Linked DNA regions of Gossypium hirsutum: regions 2 and 3 are each linked to region 1. A link is a contact called in public Hi-C data. All regions are on one chromosome and are shown on one strand. Each heading gives the region's core, a stretch centred on a gene start, on an enhancer-like site or on the middle of the called end of the contact. The rest is flanking DNA. Distances are from core to core; before and after follow the strand shown.

The links. A called contact is a pair of places that touch in the nucleus more often than the background predicts.
Region 2: a Hi-C map of leaf shows a contact between it and region 1, with 1.6 times the contacts expected there. The contact joins the promoter of LOC121220277 here to the promoter of LOC107886611 in region 1. A contact is called at or near these places in 2 of 34 Hi-C or Micro-C datasets (callus and leaf).
Region 3: a contact with region 1 is called in a Hi-C map of leaf, with 2.0 times the contacts expected there. The contact joins the enhancer-like site here to the promoter of LOC107886611 in region 1. A contact is called at or near these places in 2 of 34 Hi-C or Micro-C datasets (both in leaf).

Annotation. Positions count from the first base shown.
Region 1 is chrA03:99,620,197-99,624,527 of Gossypium_hirsutum_v2.1, reverse strand. LOC107886611 reads left to right here and starts at 1,891. Exons shown (of 3, transcript XM_016810636.2): 1 at 1,891-3,517; 2 at 3,674-3,777; 3 at 3,857-4,331. The coding sequence starts at 2,662. The coding sequence ends at 3,910.
Region 2 is chrA03:100,361,689-100,366,019 of Gossypium_hirsutum_v2.1, reverse strand. LOC121220277 (WAT1-related protein At5g40210) reads right to left here and starts at 2,199. Exons shown (of 7, transcript XM_041099924.1): 1 at 1,754-2,199; 2 at 1,587-1,652; 3 at 1,385-1,498. The coding sequence starts at 1,926.
Region 3 is chrA03:100,280,077-100,284,407 of Gossypium_hirsutum_v2.1, reverse strand. No RefSeq gene overlaps it. Among protein-coding and RNA genes, the nearest start is that of LOC107886603, 20 kb to the right of the region's middle. Within about 2 kb of position 2,532, at least 2 of the 9 cell types and tissues checked have an H3K27ac peak or open chromatin away from gene starts, as enhancers often do. A contact at or near this core is called in leaf, where this site is marked.

The DNA of each region.
Region 1 (4,331 bases), core at 642-3,141:
AAATTGTAGGAGCTGAATAAAATTTTAATTTTTTATAGTCTATATTTTTATAAATTTTAAAGTATTAATTAAATTTTTATAATTTTAGGGGGGGCAAATTGAAATTTTACCTTTACTAATTTAAAATTTTAAAAAAATTTATAGAGCCTAAATGGAAAATTTTCATTTTAAGGGAGGCCGGGGCCCATGCCAGCCCCCTTAAAATCGCCTTTGATCATCTTCCTCCAACAAATCAATGTATTTTTTAACTATCGTGTGGCCGAAAAAAATACATACTTAACAAAATTTTTAGTAACACGATAGTTCAAAGAATACATATATTTTTTGAGGGATGGACGAGTTTTTTTTATAGGTCAAGTTGAGTTATGTATAAATTAGTGGGGCATTATATATTTTGTCCTAATTATTTGTAGTCTAATGAGAAATTGTAATGATATCTTGATTTAATTTTAGTAAAGGGATTAAAATGAAAAGTAGAGGGACTTTTAGTAGACGTTGTTTTTATGTTATGAACTTATTTTAATATTTATAATAATTGAACGTCTACATGTGTTAAAGCACTAAATAATTAAATAAAATATAAATGTTTAACTTTGTTTTAATTTGAAATTATTTAAATATTTACAAAAATTTAACGTTTCCCCGTGTTAAAGCAATAAATAATTAAATAAACAATAAGCGTTTTAATAATAAATTTGAAAATGAACTTTAAATGGACAAATTGAATAGACTTTTAAGTAAATTTTTTTAAAATATAGTATTTTCAATCTCATCCAATACACAGTTGTACTAATACACACGTGGATTTATAATTTTAAAATCTTACTTTTTAGCTCTCGAAGTTTTGGATCTACTTTTTAGCTCTCGAAGTTTTTGGTTGGGCATACCAACCTAACTCCTAAATATAAATATGGCTCACAACAGCAAGTTAGGTTATACATAACTTGATTTTATTTATTAATGAACATCATGTGTTGTTTTTTTTTTAACAAATATTTTCAAAAGTATGGCAAAATTAAAAAATCTTCTTATGCCAATTTTACAAGAGTAATTCCAAAAGACTTTGTTAGAAGATTTTATTTCTGGGAAATTAAGATAATAAGTATTATATAAGTAGATGTATCGTTTTTATTTAGATAGCGATGCGTGCTATCGGTATCTTTCGGTGTATTATTTTAAATTTATAGGTATTTTTTATATATTATTGCTGTACACCAATTATCACCAATACGAAACCTAGGTAAGATCTGGGTCGTCTACCAGTGTCCCGGCCAAGCTCTATCAGATGTGTGAGGTGTACAACGAAGAGACATCTAGGGGAGCTCACAATATCAGCTCGCATGGGCTGAGAGGAGTTCGCGGCCCTAGCTCGGATATACCCAAAGAGTTTACACATAGGGGACCGTGAGGCCTAAGAGGCGACCCAGAACGATACACATGTTCAACATGCCCGATGCCTGTTCAAAATATCAATCCTATGAATAGTGGGGTCAAGTCCATGAACAATGGAGTCAAATCATGAACAGTAATAATATGTATAAATACTCGAATATTCCCTTTAATAAGATACACAGAAAATTACTCAACAATTATATAAACACATATAATATATTTATATACAAATAAAAATTTAAAATTATTAATTAATTTCAATAAATTAATTAAATGGTTATATATATTAATTTCAATAAATTAATTAAATGGTTATATATAAATTTTTATGTAATTATAAAAATTAATTTCAAATATTAAAATATCGTGTTAATTAGTAAGTTGGTATACAACAATACAAACTGATATTAATCAAAACTACTTGTTATGATTAACTACAATGTATAAAATCCAACCCGTTCAATTTAATTAATTTTTTATATAATACTTACTTTTACTAATAAATCTTCAAAGTCATAATTTAGAGAAAATAGGGGTTTAATATTAGGATAACAAGAGGATGAAAATAAAAAAATATAAAAAAAGATTTTAATAAAGGTTGGAAAAATGCTCTCGACTTCTTCTGCTAGCTTTGCGAATGGGAATGGAGAATATATCTCCATTGTTGAAGATTCAAATACAAAGAAAGTTCGTTTTAAGGACACGGATGCGGCCCTGGAGGATGTGATGGTGGTGGATCCTTTACCAGTGTCTCCGTTGTCGTGGAAGGACAAGTTATTGGGGAAGGATAATCTCAACCAGGATCACAAGAACGAAGTCCAGCTTGCTGCTGATAGTTTTTTTCTTTCCAATCAGGATGTGAAGAAGTCTATTGTAGATGGTGTCCCCTCTATAGACTTCTTTGATATAGTGTACTAGATCCTGGAGAAGGAAATGTCTACTTCGATTATTCTCAAGATGCTGGGCAGGAATATTGGAATTTCAACACTACAAAATAAACTCTATGGGATTTGGAGACCGTCGAAACCAGTTCAATTAATGAACATTGAAAATGGTTATTTCTTTGCAAAATTTCAGAATTCTATTGATTATGACCAGGTACTCTCCCAGGGGCCGTGGGTTATATTCGGCCATTATCTTACTGTCTAGCCATGGTCGATCGACTTTAACTCCAATCTTCCTTATCCTAACTTGATCCAAACTTGAATTCGTTTCCCTGGACTTCCTAGTCACCTGTATAAAAGACAGATTCTCTTGGAAATTGGGAGTATGATTGGCAAGATTACAAAGCTGGATATCAACACGGATAGTAGGGCAAGGGGACGATACGCTCGTATCGCAGTGTTTGTTAATTTTGGGAGGCCTTTGATCTCTAGGATTCTCATCAACGATAATCCGCAAAGAATAGAATATGAAAAATTACCTGTTATGTGTTTTAAGTGTGGTCGTTACGGTCATACTAATGAAACATGCTCGTTGACTATTTCGTCTATAGGGGCAGTCGAGAATGAGGGTCCATCGAAGCAGGCTACTGTAGCGACTGCAACGACTGAAAAAGGAAAATATGGGCCTTGGATGTTGGTGGAGTGGAAATCTAGACGTGGAAATTTGGAAGGTGCGAAGAAATGTAACAATTTGAAAAAAGAAGAAAATTCGGGATTACGTTTCCATTCTTTGGCAGGTTTGGAGATAAGTTCCTTGGAGCAAGAATCTACAAAGAACCCTAAATCGTCACTGGAAAGTAAAAATAAAGGAATATTAATTGACTCTGATGTTAATGTGATTACAGGTAGGAAAGTTGTAGGGAACAGTCTTAATAAAGCCAATCTGAACTGGCCTATTATTAAGCCTCAAAAGGGACAGGCCCGATCATCTAAGTCCAACACTGAAATGATTGCCCACTCCACGGGTGTGAATAAGAAGGGCTTGGAGAACCCGATAGCTTTAAGTACAGCTAATCCACCTGCTTCGTCCAATAATGGAAAGACTCATGGTAGTGGGTCTAGTGGACTACAGCTGGAGCTTCAATCTTCGAAAAACCGTTTAGAAACTGATCCTAACGAGCTTAGCATCATGCAAGTACCTATGACATCAGCTGAAGCTATGTCCAGGCCATTAATTGTAGGTAATTCGGGTTCTAATTTTCCCTCTAATTTAAATTATCATCTTAGTATTGTAACAGGTTAAGGCCGAATGGAGCACGAATTTCCTTCTATTAAACAGGCAGATCATGTAGTGGTTTATAATCCTATATTTGAAGAAAATTCTTTTGTGAATGTAGAAGTGAAAGAAGGAGTGTTGGATGCTGGAAATCATTTAGCAGTAGTGTTTAATAATAAAAGATCTTTGGAGACTAGAGATTCGGCTGGTAGTAATCTTGTTAAGGTGGGTTGTAAAAGTCAGATTACTAAAAAGTCTGTTTCTAAAGGTGGTTGGAAGCTTAACAAAACCTTAAAATGTTCAGGTAACAGATTTAAATTTTCTAAAAATTCCTGGGTCTCTTTTGCTGATTCTATGAAGAGGGTTGCTACTCTTATTACTTCTGAAATTGAGAAGTAGTCTACTAAGGATTTGTCAAGGCGCCTTGAAGAGGAAGCGGATATTTCTTCTTCTGCTTGTCAATAAGATAAGTTTTCCTCATTTTATCCTTTTTTTATTTATTCCATGAATTTATCTATTCTGTCTTGGAATGCACATGGATATGCGTCGGATAAGTTCTTGCGTGCTTTTCACAAATATAGTTTTCAATACAAGCCAGACATTATTAGTCTTCTAGAACCACGCATTAGTGGGTCAAAAGCTGATTTAATTATTGCGAAGATTGGCTTGGATAAGGCACATCGTGTTGAAGCAGTTGGTTTCTCAAGAGGTATCTGGATATGTTGGAAGAGTTCGATTAATCTGAAGGTTGTGAGGAATCATCCTCAATTTATTCTTAC
Region 2 (4,331 bases), core at 950-3,449, 740 kb before region 1:
AAGTATTTTTTAGTTACTCAATTATAAAAAGTTATAAAATAATAATCTAAATATTTAATTTTGTCTTTTTTGGTGGCTAACACAAATATGACGTGATAGTTTCTAAAATTGGCGTAGTATCAACTTTAACTATCAATATTTATACATTGTACCAATTTAGTCTCGATCCTAAAAAAATTAACTCTCAACATTTACACATTGTGTAATTTTATCTTTTTGCGGTTTTGTTTTTCTTTATCACCCTTTCACCTAAAAAACTAAGGAAAAAATAAATTTATTAGCTAAATTTATCCTAAAAAACTAAAGAAAAACTTACCAATAGTTAGATGACTACTAGTGTAATTTATCCTAAAAAGTAATAAATATTATTAAGAGAATGCTTTTATTTTTAATATAAAATTTATAAAAAATACTTTAAATCCAAATAACCAAGACTTAAATAGAGTACCTGAAGATTTTTAAAATCTTAATCTTATCATTTCAATCAAAATTAGTCCATTTTTTATATGTTTTTTTTCATAAAGAGAGGGGTAAAAGACTTTAATAACTACTCTTTTATTCTATTCTAGAGATGTTTATGGGTCAAGTCAAGTCGGGCTCATGCAAGGATTTAAATCAAATTTTCAAACTCGAGTTTGGCCTAACCTGAGAAATGAGTTTACTTTTTTTGTTCAAATCTGACCTAATTTAATAAATATAAAACTCAAGTTCGACTCGGTCCGCCCATATGTAACTTTTTTAAATTAGTTTTAATTTATTTTTTTAAATATATATACTGCACACTAAAAAAACCCTAAAATAATTTTTTTTAACACATTAAAAATATTTATATTAAAAAAATTACCATAAATATAACAAATATTTTATTATATTAAAAAATACAAATAAATATAATAAATATTTTATTGTATTAAAGATAATTTTAAATTTTTATATTTTGGGTTGAGTTATTTAATTGGGTAAATTTTTTTTAGGTTTTAAATAATAAATTTAATTGTTATTAAATTAGTGATTTAATATAAATATATATAATTATTATTTAATATATATATAATAAACAATATAATATTTATTATATCAAATATATTCGGGTAAGGTAAAACTCGTAAAAAAAAATCTTTCTACAGGCTTGGCGAATAAAATTTAATCGCCCAATGCCATCATCTCGTCTACATTATTATCTTATCTCACGAGTGAAGGGAACCTTGAACCACTAGTACCATTTTTATAGGCCACTGAAAAGTAAAAGTAAGAAAAAGGAAACCACAGATAAAGGATTATCTAGGTAAATGATGGTGATATATCAATGAATCTGAATGAATCATCAGCCATTGACCATAACAAATTAAATAGGCAGTGAAAATAAACAGAAATAAGAGCGCACCCAGAGATGATGGAGAAGATGAAAGTGAAGGCTGGAGTAAGATCAGCCATGGCGGATGCCAGAGTTGGAGATCCATATCCTATTCCAATATATGTGCATATCTGTCCTCCATAACTGAAACCCATGTTGATTAGCAATTTCTCATCATCCCCCCATGTCCGCCTTTCTTTTATCTCTATTTCAAAGTCAACGGAAAACGTACCTGAGAACGCCTAGAAGGAAAATTTTGCAGATGGTAGACCAAGTAAGCACTGGTGGGCTTCTTTTTCTGTCATCAATTCATAAATAACTTGGTTCAAATTTCAATTCCCATTGCTACCCAAGAAGCTAAAAACTGTATATAATATATATATGGAATTAATTTATTACCTGTAGAAGATGATAATACATGGGGCAAGCATAAAGATGCCAAGAACGTTCGAGTAAAATACTAGCACGAAATCACTGAGTCCTTTGTTCATGGCAGCTTTATTTACAGTGTTTAAGCCCACCTCTAAGAACTCTGTTGCAACCATTATTGCAGTAACACTTTTTTCCCACATTATGTTATCCTCTCTAATCTAAGGGTGACTTTTGCTTTGGGGATTGTGATATTCGGTGTTTGAAGCGGAAGATAAAAGGGATCACTTTCCTGACATATAGAAAAAGAGATGTTAAGTAAGAAAAAGGAGGGAAGGGGGAAGAATTGGATTTTTCAAAGATGCCACGTCCATGACATTTTTGTACCGTATAGTGGAGCCTAAATTGGTGGCCAGTGGCCACTATTCAGACACACCATACACTTAAATAGATTAATCTCAGCTCTTGACCAGCGCATAAAAAATTGATGTGTTAAGGTTTGAATAAAAATGACAACTTTTGTTAACACGTGACGGAGGTGACAGTCTTTCACCTCTTGGTTGTTGGAGTGTCATTCATCGTTCAATCGCCCGAAATTAATTATCTGTTCATTATAGTTAGGTTATCCACTTTTTAATGTAAACATTTATCTAAATATAAATACTCTTTTTATGGATCAATAAAGTCGACTTGAACATAACAACTTTATACTCTTTCAAAAGACATAATCGGATGAATCTCACTCTGCATGTCTTTCACATACTCTATGATAGTAATGACATTACAAGGTGATGTTTACTATCCCATGATAGTAAACATCACCTTGTAATGTCATTAATAGGCATCTTTTATACCACTATTTCTCCTTAACTCTTCTTTTATTGAGACTTGTAACAACAATGATTTATTTTTACACAAAAAAAAATGGTCTCTTATGGTTCCAATTTTATTCATTAGGAATATTTATCATAATGTGAATGATCCACAATCATCAAAAGATTAAACTCATGATTACGAATTGCATGTACAAGGGGAAAAAATCAATAAGGTGACGATAAACATAATAACTATAATAGCATTTGTTAGTTTTGAGCAAGCCAATTCTTTCATATAAGAATTGCATATGATATATATTGTGAAATGGATGTGAATTATGGTTCTAAATATATTTGTTTTTGGTTATATATATATATAACCAAAAACAAATATATTTAGAACCATAATTCACATCCATTTCACAATTGCTTTAGAGCAATTGGCCAACTTGTTGAGAAGTTTTTATGGGTTTTGACTTTTGAGCAAGCCAGTGCTTTCATATAAGATTTGTATTGCTGAAGTTATAATTAAGCTGGTATGGGGACAAATTGTCATATAGGTTATCCACGTATCTTGATATATACTAGAATCATGGTAATCCATGTATCCTGATATAAACTAGAATCAGACAGCAGTGACAACTAGTCCTCCAATCACACCGTAGAGTGATGACTGATATAATTAACCAAGTTCCAATTAGTAACTTCCTTCAGTCTTGGTAATATATATATATATATAGCAAAACAGTATTAGAACTTTTATAAACAACGGCAATGATGAAGGAAAAAAGAATCAAAATCGTAAAATAATCATTGTAATTATTGGTTGAGATCGTCCATGCTACTTACCAAGAAGGAGTGTTATATTTCGGTTTTATGTCCCAACACAAAAAGTTTTGTTGCCATCCATATAATTTATGGCGACTAATAGTATAAAACTTACGTATGTAAGATGCCATCCACATCTAATGTTGTCGCTCTATGAATTACAGACAATGAAGCGGCCATCCTACTGACCTTCCTCACCCACGAGCAGTACTTGCATAAACAGAAGCCATTTCGCAATAAGAAGAAATCTTGATTTTGGTGTGACAATGTCCACTCAGATTTCTTCATACAAATACAGGGTTCTTTTCTAAAGAAAAAATAAAGGGCTTCAAAAGCAGCAGAATTCTTTTGTGGGAAGCGTAAAAAAGAAAGCAAAACATACATATTTCCCGGTATATAGTGCTTTGAGACATGGATAATATTTTCTCTAAGAATATCCTCTTTCTGTTGTTGGCTCTACTATTTGGTATTTGTGAGTAAAATATGGCTGAATTTTGTATATGTGCAGGGCGTGGCTAAGGAAGCTGGCCGGGGCCGGCCTCTTTAAAGATGAAAATTTTTTTATTTAGGACTTTTAAATTTTTAAAATTTTAGATTAATAAAAGTAAAACTTCCTAAAAATGATAAAAATTTGATTTAATATTTTAAAAATTATAAAAATATAAGTTATTCAAATGGTAAAATTATATTTTTACTATCGTAAAAATTAAAATTTAATTTTGGCCCCCCTATTTTTTTTTTGCCTTTGCCCCTGTATATGAGGGTCCTGTTCTTTATTGAATGCGGATTATTCTAGGTGGTATCAGTAATTGATCTTGTATTATGTTGGGAAAAAAAAAGGGAGAACAGGGTATTAAGAAGTTGAATTTGGGGAGCTTATATTTTTCTTCTAATTAAACTCTGCTATCTTTTCTCAGTTAAACTTTAATTATTCCAGTGATATTTTAGTATGATTAGAACTATAA
Region 3 (4,331 bases), core at 1,283-3,782, 660 kb before region 1:
TAGCCTGGTAGGCTCAATTAACGTCAAAGTTTGGAGTAGGGATTGTCGATTAGCATTTCCATATGGCAAGCGTCACCATCGAACTCGTGGAAGTCACATGCGCTGAGAGTGAGCCATGAACTGAAGGATGGACCTGTAGGAAAGTACAAAGTGTGGTTTGATCCAGCTCCTTTAGAGGCCCGCTGACTCGGATTAATATTATTTGTAAAATTAATATTTTAATAGATAAAATTATTTAAATTTAAGAAGTTATATTTGGTACATTACTAGGGGAATTTTTAGACTTCACAATAGGGGTGGATAAAATCTGATTCGATTCGAAAATCTTGATAAAAAATTTAAATTTTGAATTAAATAGTTCGAGTTATTTGAGTTAATCAAGTTAGTCAGATCAACTTGAATAAAAAATTATTTTTTTGGTTTAACTCGAATATGAATTACACAATTCGAGTTATCCGAAAATCCGAATAAGAAAAAGGCAAAATTACGTTGTTTTGATAGATATTTACCTTTTTAAAGTTAAAAGGAAAAATTACGATTTTTTATAAATATTTGCTCATTAAGTTAAAAGGTAAGACAATTATATTATTTATGTAGTTAAATAATCTTGTACTTCGTCTACTAGTTAAATAACCAGTCCATATAAACGCAACATTGAGTATAAATAGTATGATTCGTTAACTCGACTCGACTTAACTCGAAATTTATTGACTCGATTCAATTCGATTCGAAAAAATTTAAATTGAGGTCAGTCGCTAAAATATGATTCGTCAACTTAACTAACTCGAATTTTTTTGACTCGATTCGACTCGACTCGATCAAATACTCACCCTTACTTCACAAATAAAGTTAGGGATTGACAAGTCTTCTATAAAAATATAATAAAATATTAACAAATAAATATTTTAAAAAGATAAACACATAACAATTTTTATAAAAATATTTATAGAATAAAAAAATATGCTGTCAATATATACCAAATATTAACCCTAAATTTAAATATAATTATAAAGATCCTTATTATTTAATTGTAATTTTTAATAGAATAATTTTCTTATTATTCAAGCTCCAACTTAAGTAAAATTTTCAAAAATTTAAAAGTGGGATCTAACTTATGAATGCTTCTGAACGTTAGTAATGGGACACGGATGTTTTTTTTTTTGCAATCCATTAGTTATAGACTATTGGTAATATCCTGATATCACAATTTATTAATTTATTTATATTAATTTTTTCAATTATATTTTATATTAATAATTTATCGTGTTTAATATTACGAGTCTAATTGGTAGGTTTCCATTTGCTCTTCAGTAACCAATGCAAATAAAAGAAAGCATAGAGAAACAAAAGAAAAGGGAGCCTCTGCTCCTGCATTAAAGCTGAGGGAAAAAGGGGGGGGGGGTTGTAGGTCCCCTTCTGCTTTTCTTGTGAAGTAGGTCCCCCCTTTTTAAACTTTCGAATTTGCCTAACTCTTTTGACACTACATAATTCTATTCAATTTCTGTATTGAGCTACGTATGATAACTGCAATGTTTCTACTAGCCGGCTCATGAAAAATAACGTCCGCCTTTCTCTTTTTTCAACTTAAAAAAGTACCCCAAATTAATGTTTTGGGTTAAAAACTTGATTTCCCAATCTCATGATGTCTGTTCAATGAGCTGGAAAGTAGAATAAAGTTCAATGGTGGGAATGATATTTTATTGAGAAGACAAAAAACCATTGTAAAAAATTTATGTTACCTACCAATGTCAATGAATCATGGTCGTAAAACCAGCCCATAAGTTGGACAAGAAAAGGGAGAGGAAGGGTTCGGATTTGCTTTGCTGGTTAAGGAATTTGGGGCTTAGAAGGAAAGGATAGTGGGGGGTCCAGGTTTGGGCCAATGGGTCCACCAACTTACCGGCCGAATTGGATAAGCATATCCTGGGGTACGAACCCGGTGAGGAAACTACTGTAATATGGTACCATATTTATCACCTAATAAGAGTGGAGAAACGTCATCATAATCATCAATAGCCAATAGAGGACCCCCGCTTGACAATTTGTGGGCCTGATTTTCTTTGATGGAAGGGAGAAAAGAATCTAATCAGACTCATCATCCAATAGAAATCAAAATGTGTATGAACATGGAAAATCCAATACCCAATTCCAATATATTCCTGCTTTTTTTTTTTTTTTTGGCTTTGAGAAGAGAGAGCAAAGAGCATCTTGCCTACATTGTGGCCATGCCCCCATGTGCAAGCCCTTCTGTAAAGAAATGAAAGGAAAAAAATGGCAGAGCAGTAAGTGCTGTTGTTTGGCATTGAAATGACATTGTTGGGGACATCTTAAGGGTAAAAAAAATGATGAATAATTCGCAGACATACTATGGTTGGTAGTTAGGGAGAATGTGCAATATGGTGTCACAGTTTTGTTAGTCCTTTTGAAGCTTCTCAACGGAGTTTTTTCTGTGTCAATTTATAAATAGTTACCCCACGTTTGTGTGTGTATATATATATTATAGTGTGTGTGTGTGTGTGTGTGTGTATGGGCGCGTGTTTATGCGTTGGTGCATGTGTGGGAAAAGAAGGGTAATGCATTGTGTAGGAGAGGGTAATTCAGAGGGGTGGGGGGTCACTTTCTGGTTGATTGATCAAATGTCTCTATCTCCATAGTCCCCTTACATGAAATCTCAGTCGTGTTGTCCTCAACCAAGGGGCTTTAGATGCCTATTCAATCTCTCCATGATTGTGAGTCGCTTTCAGTACTCTGTTGGTTAAAGAAGCTAGCATCATCAAAAGCTAGCCCACCCAAGTGGTGCAACTGCAATCATATAGCCCTTTTTTCTCACTCCTCTCAATTTAAGCTTTCTTATGATTAGGGACAGTTTAATTGGCTTCTTATCCTCCATAATCACATCAAACAGCCACATTTGCATGGCTCCATCAATGTCATTTAAGATTTAGTTTTGGTTTCCTATAGGTTCCACTTTACCTCTTAAATGTCACTTAAAAAGTGGTCAATATTGCATTATAAGTACGTGATCCAAAAAGGGTTATGCTTAAGAAATGAGGTTATAAACCCTAAACATGAACTATTCCTTTTTTCTTTTCTTGTTGTTTGGTCATAGATAACTTTATTTTGTGATGTTGATGGATGATGATAGTGAAGTAGAAGGTGAGAGGGAGGAGGATGGCCAAATCTTTACAAGCTCCAATGAGAAGATCTTGCGTTGAACATCTGTATCCACAATAAGAGTAGTTGGACCATCATCTACATCGTCCAATAGATTGACTACTCTAGTCGGTGATCTTAAAAGTCGACCAACCACTTTCCGTTTCTTCAGCATGGAAAATAAGAAATTTAAGGCAAAATTTTCTCCCAACTTTGGGGTGGGAACATATATATGAATATATTAGATTATTGTATCAAAGTATAAGTTATGCATTGTAATGAGAGCATATATATATATATAAGCGATGCTAGTTCATATGGTACAATATCCTTTTTCCTACATTGATGATAAGCAAAAGTTGGGTGTGGGCAGGAATTCAAGGGTTACTGAAGTTTTAGATTAATTTTCTTTAAAAAAAAGAAAGGAAATATGAGTTTTTTACGGTGCTGAAAAGGTTAGAGAAAGTGCCTAAAAGGGACTGTCTTTCTTTCAGTCTCTTCTCTTTATATCAAAATTTCTTTATTGTTTAATATTTATAATTTAGTTAGGTGGGTACGCAAGTTTTTCTAGGTCCTAGATAGTGACCACGATGCTTCACGTGATGTCTTGGAGTTTTTCTCTGTGTTGGAAAGCTAGAATTCCCAGTGGTTTTGATGGATTTGACCAAGATTCACTTCTCTTACAAAACTAAAATTTTAGTGGTGAAAATAATTAGTTTTTTCTTTTAAGTTTGGAAGGAAAAAAAAGTTAAAATTATATATCAATTTTGGTATAATATTTAATTTTATATATTATTTTGATTTGATTAAATATTTATAATTGATACAATGTTATTTTACATTTATTTATATATTGTATATGTATATAATTATATTTATTTAATATAAAAATAAATTGATGTATTTATTTTTTACATGTGTACGATTGAATCAAAATTAACGTTTCATGTATACATTTGATCCATAATTAAAGTTACATGTGTATAATTATATCAAATCAAAGTTTATATCAAATTACACATTAATTTAAAATTCATATATAATTTTGATATTTTTCTTTAAATAAAAAAAACAACTTTTTTTATCATTAGAATATTTGGAATGGGAATGGGAGATGATATGGTTTCCGTGTCTAGAAAAAGCTTTAATAATGACTCCAAATAAATTTTCGTAAATAA